Regions from separate parts of the Mus musculus genome. Here region 1 is linked to region 2. The links are chromatin contacts, called in public Hi-C maps. All regions are on one chromosome and are shown on one strand. Each heading gives the region's core, a stretch centred on a gene start, on an enhancer-like site or on the middle of the called end of the contact. The rest is flanking DNA. Distances are from core to core; before and after follow the strand shown. Region 1 overlaps Rapgef4 (Rap guanine nucleotide exchange factor (GEF) 4). Region 2 holds the start of Gm36857 (a long non-coding RNA gene).

Region 1 (6,360 bases), core at 2,592-5,091, 440 kb before region 2:
CCAGGGGATCCATAGGCATCAAGTGGTGCTGTGGTTTGCTCTAAAACTTCAGGGTAGCCAAGTTGAGACCTTTAAGAGGTTCTCAGGCCCTGAGGGCTGTGCCCTCATGAAGGGTCATACTGCTGTCATAGGAACAAGTCCCTAATAAAAGGATGTGTGTGGCGCCTCTTCTTCTCCAGGCCCTTTCTCTTTGACTTTTGCATGGACAATACATTGTGCCTTCTTTTTGCCCACCATGGGCTTCTGGAGCAAGAAGACCCTGAAAGTACTATCCCCCCCCCCCCATCTTCGAATGGACCACCCAGACTCCAGAACTATGACAGAGTTCTTTTTCTTTAGGAATTTCCCAATCTGTGATATTTTATTACAGCAACACAGGACCCTTTTCCATCCACCATCTATGGTAGACTTCCAAACTACCAGAAGCAAAGGCCTTGATGCTCAGGACTTTGAAATGTAGCTAGAATTTCAAGATTGATCAAAGTGCTGCCCAGAGAGTGTGTGTGAGCTTGGAGGGAAACACTGTCAGCACAGCAAAAACAGCAAGGTGTCCCTCGGAGGGCATCCAGCCCAGTTGGGCATATGCCACACGGTGGTCGGCAGCTACAGGGGGTCAGGGCACCACAGGTCAGGTGTGTGGTTGGGACTGTCCAACACAAAGCAAGCATGGAAATTACCCCAGGAGGGATTGCAAGGCCAGTAACTGAAAATGAGACTGAGGTGGTGGGAAAATAGGAAGAGATGAGGGTCCCTCTTCCCTCCCAAAGGAAAGCAGACCCCCTGTTTACGCCCCACCCCCAGAACACCCTTTGCTAGGAAGGCAGACCAGGGCAACTGTAGCTTGTCAGCTTAACACTACATAGGAGAAACTGAACACTCAAAAGCAGCCAAAGAAAAATGTACCTCCGTGAAGTTCAAAGGAAGTCAGATCAGCAAGGTTCAAACCCAGACTTTAAGTCACAAAAGATCAATGGTTTTGTGCAGTCCTAACACAAAGGTCTCAGTCATGTCGCCCGTGGTTAAACATTTAAGTTCCCCAAAGAGTGAAAAATGATAATTTTTTCAATTAAAAATTTATAATTTTTTAAAAATTTATAATTTAAAAATTTAATTAAAAAATTATAAGTTGCATTTATTTGTTTTGTGTCTGTTTCTGTGTCTGTGTGTTTGTATGTGTATATGATTATGCAGTACTGGAAACTGGACTCAGAGCCTGATGCATGCTTGTCACTCTGCCAGCTCTGACCCAGAGCTTCACTCGCTGGTCCCTGTACCAGATCTGCTAGTCCCACTGTTTCCATCTCAAATGTCTCCCAAGGATTAGTGTATGTGTTCCAGAACACTGGGCATAAGGTTAGTGAAATACACTTGAATTAAAATGACTTTGTAGCTCAGTTTGACTCTTCATTTTAACAAGGAGATGATGTTTAAAAAAAAAAAGATATTTCCCTCCCTTAATGAGCAATTACCAAAACTATAATAACTCATGAGACCTTTATAAATTACACAAGGCTACAGAAGCTAGTCATAGTAGTACCATCATCAATATGATCATTAGCTGTCATGACCTTTAAAAATCTAAGGAGGGGCTGAGAAAATGGTCTGTGGATAAGGTGAGATCCAGATCCAGTGAGAGACTCTGTCTCAAAAATTAGGGTAGAGAATGACAGGGGAAGACATTGAGCGTTGGCCTCTGGCCTACACACACACATAGATATGCATAAGCACATAAATGTAACACACACACAGTGTCTAAAGAAAGCAATGAATACAAAGCTTGAGATATACTCTAGCATACTGTGTGCCTTTTGTAGGATCTTTAGACATGTGTGTATTCTTTTCTATTATAGCTATAAGATCTTAAACAATACATACTTAACAACCCCAGTCTTTATAACACTTAGCTTTACAAAGAGTTTTGACACTAATGGAAATTTTTGATCATCGTGGCCTATTAGAGAAAGCAAGAATAATGAATCCCATTTTACACTCAAAAACATTTAGACACATAAGTCAGTATGCTGAAATCATGTGTATTTATAATGCAGCGATGATGTAGAGGTGTCAAAGGTCTTTGAAACTCAAGATGTTTGCCACTTATCAGGTTATCGTCTTAATTATACAATTATTAACCACTCAGAACACTATTTACTCTTTCCTAATTGCAAGTTTTTCCAACAATGTCAATGAAATTCAGAAAGAAGGAGTTGATGACGGTTCACTCAATCTGCATATATTTACTAAGGAGGGAAGTAAAGCTATCTAGTGCCATACAGACCATGACTTGTGTGCCCAGAGTGAGGGGCATCTGTGCACATACAGCCGTTCCCAGTCAAGGGGAAAGGAGTTCAGAAAAGAAGGAGGTGTCACTATGGCTAAAATTCTAGCAAGATCTCATGAGTACTTTGTTTTAAAAGCCCTAAAGCTTTAAAACAAACAAACAAATAAAACACTTCTTCTCATTTCTCCTTTTGTAACTATAGCAACACTGTTAGCAACTGCATCTGTAAAGTTTCTGTTATCACTTCAGTTTTCTCCCTAGAGAGTCCTAACCTCCTGACTCCTCCCCCTGCCAGTTGCCCATCCATTCACTACACACATGCATGCACACCTATGTATACACATATACACAAGCTGATACAGGGATCCCTACATAGGAGCACATATATAAACATGTACACACACCCCTCAACTCAGTTACCCAAAATTTTCCTTTGTCTTCTGTGATGCTTGATTCTGTCAGTGTGCTCATAGCTACCCAAGGCCTGGCAAGGTCTTTCCAGCCCTTCCAATGGCTATGCATTTGCCACTAAGAAGCAGAGGCCACAGGGTTTGCAGATTGCTGCCTAGTAGCCAGTCTGATAGGATAAATGCTGTGAAGGTGGGTACCTTTGGCTGGCCATGCCAAGGCAGGTGTGTCACTAAGAAATGATGCCAGGAAACAGATCTAGTCTAAGAGGTTTATTAGAGAAGTAGAGGGAGCAAAAGGCTGTCTTGGAGTGTGGACATGATGGTAAGATAGAGACAGGCAGGCAGACAGACAAACAGATAGGGAATGAGAGAGAGAATGAACAAGACAGAGAGAGTAGGGGAGCAAAGGGGGAAGGAAGGAGAGGGGAGGAGAGAGGAAGAGATTGAGAGAAAGAGAGAGAGAAATTGACAGAGAGGGAGCTGGGGTGGCACCCCTTTTATGCATGGCACACCTGGCACACCTGGCACCCCCGGCACATCTGGCAGCAAGTGATTACATAAGCTCTGCTAGATCCCTGAGGGCAGGCTGATGGAAATGCCTGATTTTTAATACAGCCTACCTGATTTTACATCTCTATAAAATAGTGAAAAGGAAAGTGCCCTTCAAGGTTCAAATTTAAGAAACAGTAAACATTAGTCTTTTCTGTCAACCGCTAGAAAACTTTTGTTTGCAACAAGGAATTCAAACCTTACTATCTCTCCTGTTTTTTAAGGCTTTTATGTAAATATTTTCCTCTTACCACACCTTGCAAACCCCAAATGCAAATGTTTTAAGCAACACCATCCTTTCTACACTTACTTACACACACACACACACACACACACACACAGAGAGAGAGAGAGAGAGAGAGAGAGAGAGAGAGAGAGAGAGACAGAGAGAGAGAGAGAGACAGAGAGAGAGACAGAGAGAGAGAGAGAGAGAGAGAACCCTTATTCATTCATTCTTGGAACTTATAAATGACTTAAGTGTCCTGCTCCTTCCCACTTGCCTTCATTTTCTCTGTGACAATTCTTTTAAAGTAGCCAGTCATGAAACACAGTGAAGTCAGATCCCAGCCAATGGGAAAAAGCCACAGTCACCGCTTACATTAGACTAAAATCCTGAGTCAACTTCCTGTCCCTGTGTCCCTGATCTGTTTTCATGAGTAGTTCACCCTTCTGATGAGAAGTCAAGCTTTGCCTTGTTGAGACACTAACTGGAGTGGTGGTGGTCTCTTTGTGACCCTGAACTTATTTCTAACAAAAATGAGATCAGAGATTGTGGCTGGGGATCATGAAGACCACCATTTTGGCCTTGAACAAAGGTTAGGAGGCCCATATACCTTCACCTCCCCGTTGGATACAGCCACTATGTCACAGGTTCCACAGGGGACTGAAAGCCACTGCTCTGTGGCCCTTGAAAAATCTCACTGTTACCTGGAGACCAGGTAAGGCTTAAATCACATCTGGCATTTGTGAGTGAATGGGGAGGGAGGGAGGTCTTTTGACCACATTCCGTGCAGTCTTTTGTTTCTTCAGATTTAAACCACAATACAAAATCAAAGTACAGCCTTGTCTAGGGGATGAAGATGTAGCTCAGGTAGATCACTTGCCTGGCACGTACAAGGTTGGTCCTCAGTAAAGAAAATAAAAGGCTATATCAATTTCAGAAGCCCACTTCCAAACATCTCTTGATTGTGCCTTAGTATCTGAGGTCAGGACAGCACCATCAGGCCATGCACACACCCTCAGCCACAGGCTCTGCAGATGTCAGCTGAAGTAGACCACCCCAAATGCACACAGAGCAGAGTACTACAATATGCTTGTCCTGCTAGCATTAGGGTAAAAGACAGTTTCGTTTAATCTTTTACATTCTGGAAGAGTGTCCACGATGAGTCAGGTAACAGATGCTTTTTAAAAAATGTTTCAGGCTAAAACAGAACTAGTGACTTTTTCTGGAGGTGATTCACAGAAGAGTCAGCGAGAGAGTCTCATGAGGCTGGTGCGAGAGTCAGGTGCTCCTGAATTTTTTTTTTTTTTGCTTGCTTCTTGTTTGTTTGTCTGTCTGCGTGTGTGTCTATCTGTCTGTCTGTCATCTGTCTGTTTTGGAGTCAAGGTCTCATAGACCAAACTGGAATGTCTAAGCAGTTCAGGTTGGCTTTGAATTTATAATCTTCCTGCTCTTACCTCCCCAGTGCTAGGTTACAGGTATGAGGTACATACCTGTCTACTAATTATCCCATTCTTAAGCAATGAGAATGGAAGCATGAATTCTATGCTGTGGAATTGTATATTCTATTCTATATGCTATTCCATATGTTGTATATCTAAGCCAATAGTCTACGGCAGTATCACTTAGGGTCATAAAGTCTTGTCTATACTGAGGCAAGAAAACTGACATTAGTTAGCCTGGGCCAGTAATTTTCTGGCTAGAATCATCTAGGCCTATCCTAAGCATGGGACACATAATCAGAGGCATCAGAAGAAGGAAATAGATTTTCAGCAGGAAAGGTTTGAAAAAGACTAGCAAACTGAACCAGCTGGTTGGGAATCTTACTAAGAGAAAAGTGGTTTCTGAATTAGTTATGAAGCCATGGACCTTCTTAGCCATTTGTTTTGATCCCAGCTCTTCATGGAATATTCCTTGCATATTTCTGCCTCCCCATCCAGCACCAAGTATCTCTCAACACCTGCTACTGGTGCCCCTGGTGAACCCAAAGGAGAAGTGAGCAACAGCCAAGCCCAGCCCTGATAGGTGTGGCTGGTTGTAGTGGTTAGAATGAGAATAGCTCCCATAGACTTCTGTATTTAAATACTTGGTCCCCAGTTGGTGGAACTGTTTGGGAAGGATTGAGAGGTGTGGCCTTGCTGGAGGAGGTGTGTAACTGGGTGTAGGCCCACACCATTTCAGTTAGTTCTCTGCTTCCTGCTTGTGCACCCAAAATAATTCTTAACTACTGCTTCAGCAGTATGCTTGCCTACCTGCCGCCCAGCTCTCTGCTATAATGGTCATAGACTTATACTCTGAAACTATAACACCAAAAATTCTTCCTTCTATAAGGTGCCTTAGTCATGATCTCTCTTCACAGCAACAGAAAAGTAACTAAGACACAGGCTAACCAATGTTCATATTGGATAATCCAGAATGGTCATTTAAGTACCACAGAGAATGACAATTCATTTGGTTGTTTTTCCTAATAGGAAAGTTTTATTTATTAAAATATTCTAGCAGGGCATGATGCCACATCTTTAATCCCAGAACTCAGAAGGAAGAGGCAGGGGGATACCTGTGAGTTTGAAACCATCCTGGTCTACATATCAAGCTCTAAACAAGCCAAGGCTAGTGATCCCCTATCTAAAAATGAAAATAAAAATCTATGGCATAATTTGGTGTTAGAATACATGTTATCAATGTGGGTCCTGAGTTTAACCACACACAAACACACACACACACACACACACACACACACACACACACACACACACACACCTCTCGTTTTACTATTAAAGGAAGAAAAACTTTCACTTCACACTGTGATGGCGTGCCAGACTAATTCTTGCAGAGCAAATAGAAATTGAGCAAATACACAAAGCACCTGCTTTCAGAAAATAGATAACAGGCAACACTGG
Region 2 (6,958 bases), core at 3,575-6,074:
AGGCTGGTTTCAAACTTGTGACCTTCCCTTCTCAGCATCGTAAGCCGTAGGACTAGGATGTGTGTCACCATGCCCATCTGAATGCCCTTCACGCCACTGAAAAACACATTTCAAACTGGCTAAACCAGCGAACTTCATGTTACTTATATTTGACCACAATGTAAAATTAAGACTGTTTGTTTTAACCATAGCAGAAGCTTGGTGTGGAGCAATGGGCCTAGCCTACCTAAGTGCCTCAGACTGTGGGGGTGGGAGGGAGAGTGGGAGGCTGGCTGGCTACATCTTCAACTAATAATTCTAATTTTTAGACTCTGTACCAAGAAAACAGAAAGGGAACACACAAGATTTAAGTGACCAGCACAAAAACCACCTACCCAAGGTGGACAGTCAGAAGTAAGCAGGCAAGTTCTCATAGATTGAATAGTAGATAGCATTCAAAGAGCTTATAAGAACCCTTACTAATGTGTAGCATGCTCTTGATATCAAGCTGAGTTGGTAAAACAAAAATCAAGGCAGAAGCTAATATTAAAATTAAAAGGGTATAGAAATAAATCATTTTCAAAGGGAAATAACCCTAAATGTTTTGATGCTTTTTAAAATTATGGCTTCTGTTTTCTTTGAATTCTGATTTTTCCCTAATGAGTACAGGTTTTACTTAATGGGTAAAATTGTAATTGAGTATAAGACTTGAAGAGATTAAATGACGTTCTCGAGAAAGCCCTGGACCTCATATGGGGCTACCTAAAGAAAACGATGAGAAAATCAATCACGCAATCCCTTGAGAGGAGAGCTAGTGCGACCTAAAATTAGTCACCAGATAGAAGTCACAGAAAGTAAGGTAGAAGACCCTGAATATAGAAGTCCAGTTTCTTCCAACCTGAGAAATGGAGTTTCCCCAGAAGCCTCTAGAAGACAGAGTCAAAGTTGAATGTTGAAGTCGTGAAAGCCACATAAGGGGGCTACAGCGTCTCAGGAAGACCATAAAAGGACAGCTTTGGAGAAATTGTTCAGTCAGCAGGGGAAGGATGCCACAGCCAGAGACCCCCAAAGAAGAGGCGCCTGTCTAACGCGGGCCGCATGAGCTGTGTGAACTAGAGCAAACAGCCTTTCCTCAGCGCGCATGCGCTCCTCCTATCAGCCCTCCCAGGCTTGGCACCGCAACCACCCAGGGAGGTGAGTGCGTGCCACTCTCCTGGTAAATTGCAAGTTGTTCCTTTGTTGAAGAGAGCGGCTCAGGAGGGTTTCTAGAGTCTAAATTATATCCTGGTAAAACGAGGACCATACCCTGACATGGCAAGATGCTATTTCCTGGGTCTGTTTACTGCTTTTATTTTTCTCTTCCCTCTGACTTTAGAATTTACTAAACATCTTAGATGTACATTGGATCCATTCCTATACAGCTAAAGCTATCATCTGTTGCTTTTAAGGCGTTTGGAAGACAGGGGAAGCTTTCATTTTAAAATGTGAACAGTTCTAAGATGTTAAAGCATCACTGAGTGTGTTGCTATGCCTATAATTCTGGTACCAGGGCAGTGGAGGCAGGAGAATTGGAATTTCAAGGTCATTCTCTACTGCATAGTGAATTCAAGGATAGCTTGGGCTATATGAGACTCCATCCAAAATAAGTAAAATAAATAAATAAATAACTTTTCTTACATTTAAAAGCATCACCAGAGTTGGAGGTTTAGCTCAGTGATAGAGTGCTTGCCTAGTGAGCATGAAGCCCTGGGTTTGGTCCTCAGCTCTGGAAGCAAAGCAAAGCAAAACAAACAAACAAACAAACAAACAAACAAACAAGGATAATTGGCACATACAACCTTGCAGGGCGGTAGTGGCACAGGCCATTAATCCCGGCACTCAGGAGGCAGAGAAGGCAGATTTCTGTGTGTTTGAGGCCAACCTGGTCTACAGAGTGAGTTCCAGGACAGTCAGGGCTACACAGAAAAACCCTGGGTTTTTTTTTGTTTGTTTGTTTGGTTGGTTGGTTGGTTGGTTTGGTTTGGTTTTGGGTTTTGTTGTTGTTGTTGTTGTTGTTTTTTAAGTAAATAAATAAATTAATGCATCATCAAAATCCAAGCATCAGTGAATGGAATAAATTTGATAGTTCTAAAAATGATGCTAGCAACTTCAGACTGTGAAGCTAAATCCACAGGAAGACACTGAACTATACAGATTCATCATCTCACAATCACAGAGCATCTCTGTGCTTCGAGCCAAGTATCGTCCTAGTGCTGAAGAATGGACAGCTTAGGAGAAGCGTGGTATGTGGTGAAAAAGAGGCAATCCTTGCCTACCAGCACCTCCAAGCACGGCCACAGTAAGATATACCGGGCAGCTGGGACACTCGGCAGACATGGAGGCATCTTTCTGTTTGATGCCCAGAGATTGAACTCACCATGGTGGCGGGAGAGGGGGGTGTGTAGAAAGACAGATTTTCTGCAGGCAAAGCCATGAAAGAAGGACAATGAAGGCAGAAAAAGAGAAATATAGGTCAAAGCAAGAGAGAGGAGACTCCTTCCAGATGAGATTGCAGTTCCTGGGTTTCTCTATTACACACTTAGCTAGGCTGGAGTCTCTAGCAGTGGGGTCAAGTTTAAATAAAGTCCTCCCTGTGGCTTAGGAGATGAAGAGGGTGGTACATAAACTGGCCACGCAGAAGCAGGAGTAGAGAAAAGAACCGAGTCAGGCTCCTTTGCTTTGACGGCATCTCGGCCTACCCTAGTGAGGTTATCCTGCCTGTTTGGACAGCCCTGAGACTACGTAGTAAGAAAGAGACAGATATTTGGTACAATTGAATCTAATATGAACATTTTCAAACTAAGTATAAACGAAATACCGATCCTCTGATGGCAGACCAGACACCCACAGCTGCCACAATCCAACGAAAGACAGCAGCGAGCTTTCTTGGATGGCTGGAGACAGAAGTTGCCAGTCATCCTGTGAGATTAGTGTGGATTCCTGTGTAGCTACGGCTAGAAGGGAGGCCATCACAGCCTTGTAATTTTCTCAGACATTTGCCAAACCCTCAACAATGAGCCACCTCTATGGTTAACCACAGCAAGGACCATGCGGGAAGTAGTGGGACCAGATTCCGGCTCTGACTCAGCCTTGAGGGAATGTTTCTCCCTCTAGGAAATCCCTAATGACACAGTAGCTCTGCTGCATCTTCCATCGGTGGCCAACGGCTGACACACCTCGGAGCCACTGGTCTCTGGCCGTAGAAAGGACAATGGGAATGGTGCCTTGTAAAATGCTATGAAATCCTCCGGAATAGATTTGTCCACAGCCATATAGTAGATCATTGTGCAGAACGAAGGCCCTCTATCTACAATGTCCAGGGAAACCCTCTGCAATATGGTACCAGTGCAAAAAAGGCAAGCTACAGAGCATACAGTCCGATCTTACATGTTTAATGAAAATATACATGCCTAATTGCAAGTACATGGAAGTCTCTGGAATGAGCTAAAAGACGCTGTCATGTCTAGGGATAGGAGTTTTATTTGTGCCTGATTTCCTTCTGTGCTACTTTTACAACTTCAAAGGCATTTAAAATTCTTCCAGTTTATGTGATGGTCAAGGCTAAGAAAAAATCATGATAACTATAGCATCTCTGTGCTAAGCAAATGAAATGAAAACCACCCCCAAGCTTAGCTCTCTCTAGGCTAACGCCTTTCTTTATTAGTAAGGAACTCCAGTCGGTCCTACTACAGTGTTACTTAAAAATAAGATTGTTATTCTGGCCCAGAATTGTTCCAGTCTAAAAGAACTGCAGGGACAACAACAGAGAAGAGACTGAGGGAAAGGCACTCGAGTAAATGGCCCAACTTGGGATCCATTTCAAGGGAAGGCCCCCAAGGCCTGATACTATTACTGATGCTATGGTGTGCTTACAGACAAGAAGCCTAGCATGGCTGCCCTCTCAGAAGTCCAAAAGGCAGCTGAGACAGATGCAGATACTTACACCCAACCAATGGACAGAAGACAAGGAACCCCTGTGGTTGAATTAGGGAAAAGCTGGAAGGTGAGAAGGGTGACCCCATAGGAAGACCAGCAGTCTCAACTGACCTGGCCCCCTGGGATCTCTCAGATACTGAGCCACCAATCAAGCAGCAAACACCAGCTGGTCGGAGGTCCTGACACATATACAGCAGAGAGCTGCCTGGTCTGGCCTCAGTGGGAGAAGACGCTCCTAACCCTCAAGAGACTTGAGGCCCCAGGGTGTGGAAAAGCCTGGCAGGGGACAGTTGGGGAGAGGGGGATATTCTCTTGGAGACTGGAGGGAGGAGGAATGGGGTGGGGCACTGAGGGTGGGGGGAACAGGGAAGAGTACCATGGCTGGACTATTTTAAAAAGTAATAAAAAATAAGGTTTTTTATTATTTTAAATTATGTTCATGTATTTATGTAGGTGTGTTCAGGTGCCCATAGAGGCCAAAGGTGGAATTCTAGAGTTCTGAGCTTCCTGGCATGGCTGGGATGCCTTTGAATGTGTTGTTGGGTGGAGAGTGGCTTCTGTCTCTAACCAGGTTCTTGTCCTTCTTCAAGGGTGGAGTGGACAGACAGTAAAGGGTACTAAGAGGAGATACTTTACTGAAAATGAGTAAGGCATCTTAAGTCAGATTGCCGCGGGAGCTTTAAATAAACCAAATTTGAATTCTCCGTAGCAGAAGGACGCCATTACGATGCTAAAATGTTACAGCTAAACTGTAAACAGTAAACTGGGGTCCTCTGAACAGCTGCCTCTCTGCCTCGCTCTATCATGCTCATTTTCTGTTCCGTGGACTTCACAGTGAACAAATAGTAATAAAGGTCAGACATGGTGACTCGTGCTCAAAGTCCCAGCACGGAAGAGATGGGCGTGAGAGGGTCGGGCACTCGGGCTCAGCCTCAGCTACATCTAAGTAAGTCAATCTGAAACACATGTCTCAAGAACAAAGATAAAACAAAACTAACGGTATGTATGTGTACAAATTAGATGCATGGAAGGAGACATACACAAGGCTAAATGCTGAACAAGTACAGCTAACCACTCTTAACACTCAGAAACCTAACAATCCCTCCGCTCATTGTCTGGAAACAGCAACCCTCCTCGGTATGGGATGGTTTCTATCAAAGTATCCACCTCCAGGCTGCCAAAGAGCAGGCCCTACCCTGCCTGACCCTCTGCAGATGGAAAGAGCTTCAGGCATCAAACTCAGGGAGGACAAGACTCTCTGATAGACAGGAAACTCAAGCCTAGAGGAAAGGGAGATACAGAGAAAAACAAAACCCCTATTGTCAAGCTTCTGACAGCCACAGGGGATATGGGGGGGAGTGGGGGGAGACGCGATGACAAAAAAAAAAAGCCACCAAAAAACAATCAACAACCAGAAATGATGCTGACTTTCTTTCTTTATTTTTTGTTTTGTTTGTTTGTTTGTTTTGTTTTGTTTTTCGAGACAGGGTTTCTCTGTGTAGCCCTGGCTGTCCTGGAACCCACTCTGTAGACCAGGCTGGCCTCGAACTCAGAAATCCACCTGCCTCTGCCTCCCGAGTGCTGGGATTAAAGGCGTGCGCCACCACCACCGGTTTGATGCTAACTTTCAACAGCTCTCCCCTAATTGGATGGATATGAGAGATTCAACCAATCAGGGCCCAGCTGGTCAATCTCAGCACCTCGCTGCTCACTTTCCCCACAAAGCTCCAAGGAGAAGGAAGACACCTTGTATTAGTTACTTCGGTGCTGCTGGGATAAAACATCATCACCAAAGCAACTTCTAGAGGAAAAAAACGTTTATTTGGGCTTTCGGTTCCAGAGGGATCGGAGTCCACAAATGTGGAGGCATGAGTGAAATGGAGGCGTAATAGTCTGAACAGGAAGGAAAAGCTCACATCTTCAAACCCAAGCAGGAAGCGGGGAAAGCTAACTAGAAACGACAGAGGATTTTAAACTCTCAAAAACTGCTTCCGTGCCACCTAAACCTTCTCAAAAAGCGCCACCAACTAGGGACCTGGAGTTCACACAGACTTCATTCAGACTACCCCACACAAGACTTTAGAGCTGTATCCCAGCTCTGGCTTGGAGGCTTTCAGAGAAAACTCCTAGACTCACAAGGGGAGGGAAGACAGGGGAGACCGCTGGCTGCTCTAAGGCCCTGCAAGTGCTATAAGCTTCTCAGAGCTGCACAGGGGCTCTAAAAGGAATGGCTCCTGATTGGCATAAGGAGGCCTTTGGGGTGGAGGGCAGTCCAGCTGTAACATTTTAGCATCGTAATGGAGATCCTGCTGCTACGGAGAATTCAAATTTGGTTTATTTAAAGCCCCCGTGGCAATCTGACTTAAGATGCCTTACTCATTTTCAGTAAAGTATCTCCTCTTAGTACCCTTTACTGTCTGTCCACTCCACCCTTGAAGAAGGACAAGAACCTGGTTAGAGACAGAAGCCACTCTCCACCCAACAACACATTCAAAGGCATCCCAGCCACGAGTATTAGTTGAGGGACAAACAATATTCTAAGTTGTACCAACCAGAAACTTCTCTAAAATTTGGCATCTAAGTCCTGAAAGGAAAATGTGTCTCTTTCTCCAGGCCTTTGAGCAGTGTAGACAAGGACATGACCCAGCCAGGCAGAGGTGAACAGAGTTGAGACACAGTGGATGGAGAATGGGGACAGAGTTGAGAACGTCATCTGAATTCCTGAACCCCACCAAGCTTAAAGCCGAAAGCACTCTCTTGGTCTTCCCGTTCGTATGATCGATAAATCTAATGTCTTTGTCCACTTCATATCACTATCACTAAGTCTCAAGGGCTGAGAAGCTTATGAGGAAAAGAGGTTCATTTATGTCACCGTTTTGAAAGCTGGTTGTCTGTGATTGTCAGGCTCATCTGGTCAGCCTCTGGGGAAGGTCTCCTCGCTGTGGACAGATGGCATCACCGGGCAAGAGAAAGATCACACAGCAAAAGAAGAAGCAAGAGACAG

Evidence for each region. A called contact is a pair of places that touch in the nucleus more often than the background predicts.
Region 1: a Hi-C map of pancreatic cancer cells shows a contact between it and region 2, with 4 times the contacts expected there. The contact joins two enhancer-like sites. A contact is called at or near these places in 3 of 15 datasets of contacts at CTCF or cohesin (embryonic stem cells, large pre-B cells and pro-B cells), 21 of 484 Hi-C or Micro-C datasets (3T3-L1-derived adipocytes, B cells, the HPC-7 cell line and 8 more), 2 of 115 datasets of contacts at active chromatin or transcription factors (both in embryonic stem cells) and 1 of 9 other capture datasets (embryonic stem cells).

What each region holds. Positions count from the first base shown.
Region 1 is chr2:72,024,167-72,030,526 of GRCm38.p6, reverse strand. All of the region lies in intron 1 of Rapgef4 (Rap guanine nucleotide exchange factor (GEF) 4), which reads right to left. Among named protein-coding and RNA genes, the nearest start is that of Gm52555, 6.4 kb to the right of the region's middle. Within about 2 kb of position 3,841, at least 10 of the 459 cell types and tissues checked have an H3K27ac peak or open chromatin away from gene starts, as enhancers often do. A contact at or near this core is called in pancreatic cancer cells, where this site is marked.
Region 2 is chr2:71,585,352-71,592,309 of GRCm38.p6, reverse strand. It overlaps Gm36857 (a long non-coding RNA gene), which reads right to left and starts at 981. Exons shown (of 3, transcript XR_374627.3): 1 at 878-981. Within about 2 kb of position 4,824, at least 1 of the 459 cell types and tissues checked has an H3K27ac peak or open chromatin away from gene starts, as enhancers often do. A contact at or near this core is called in pancreatic cancer cells, where this site is marked.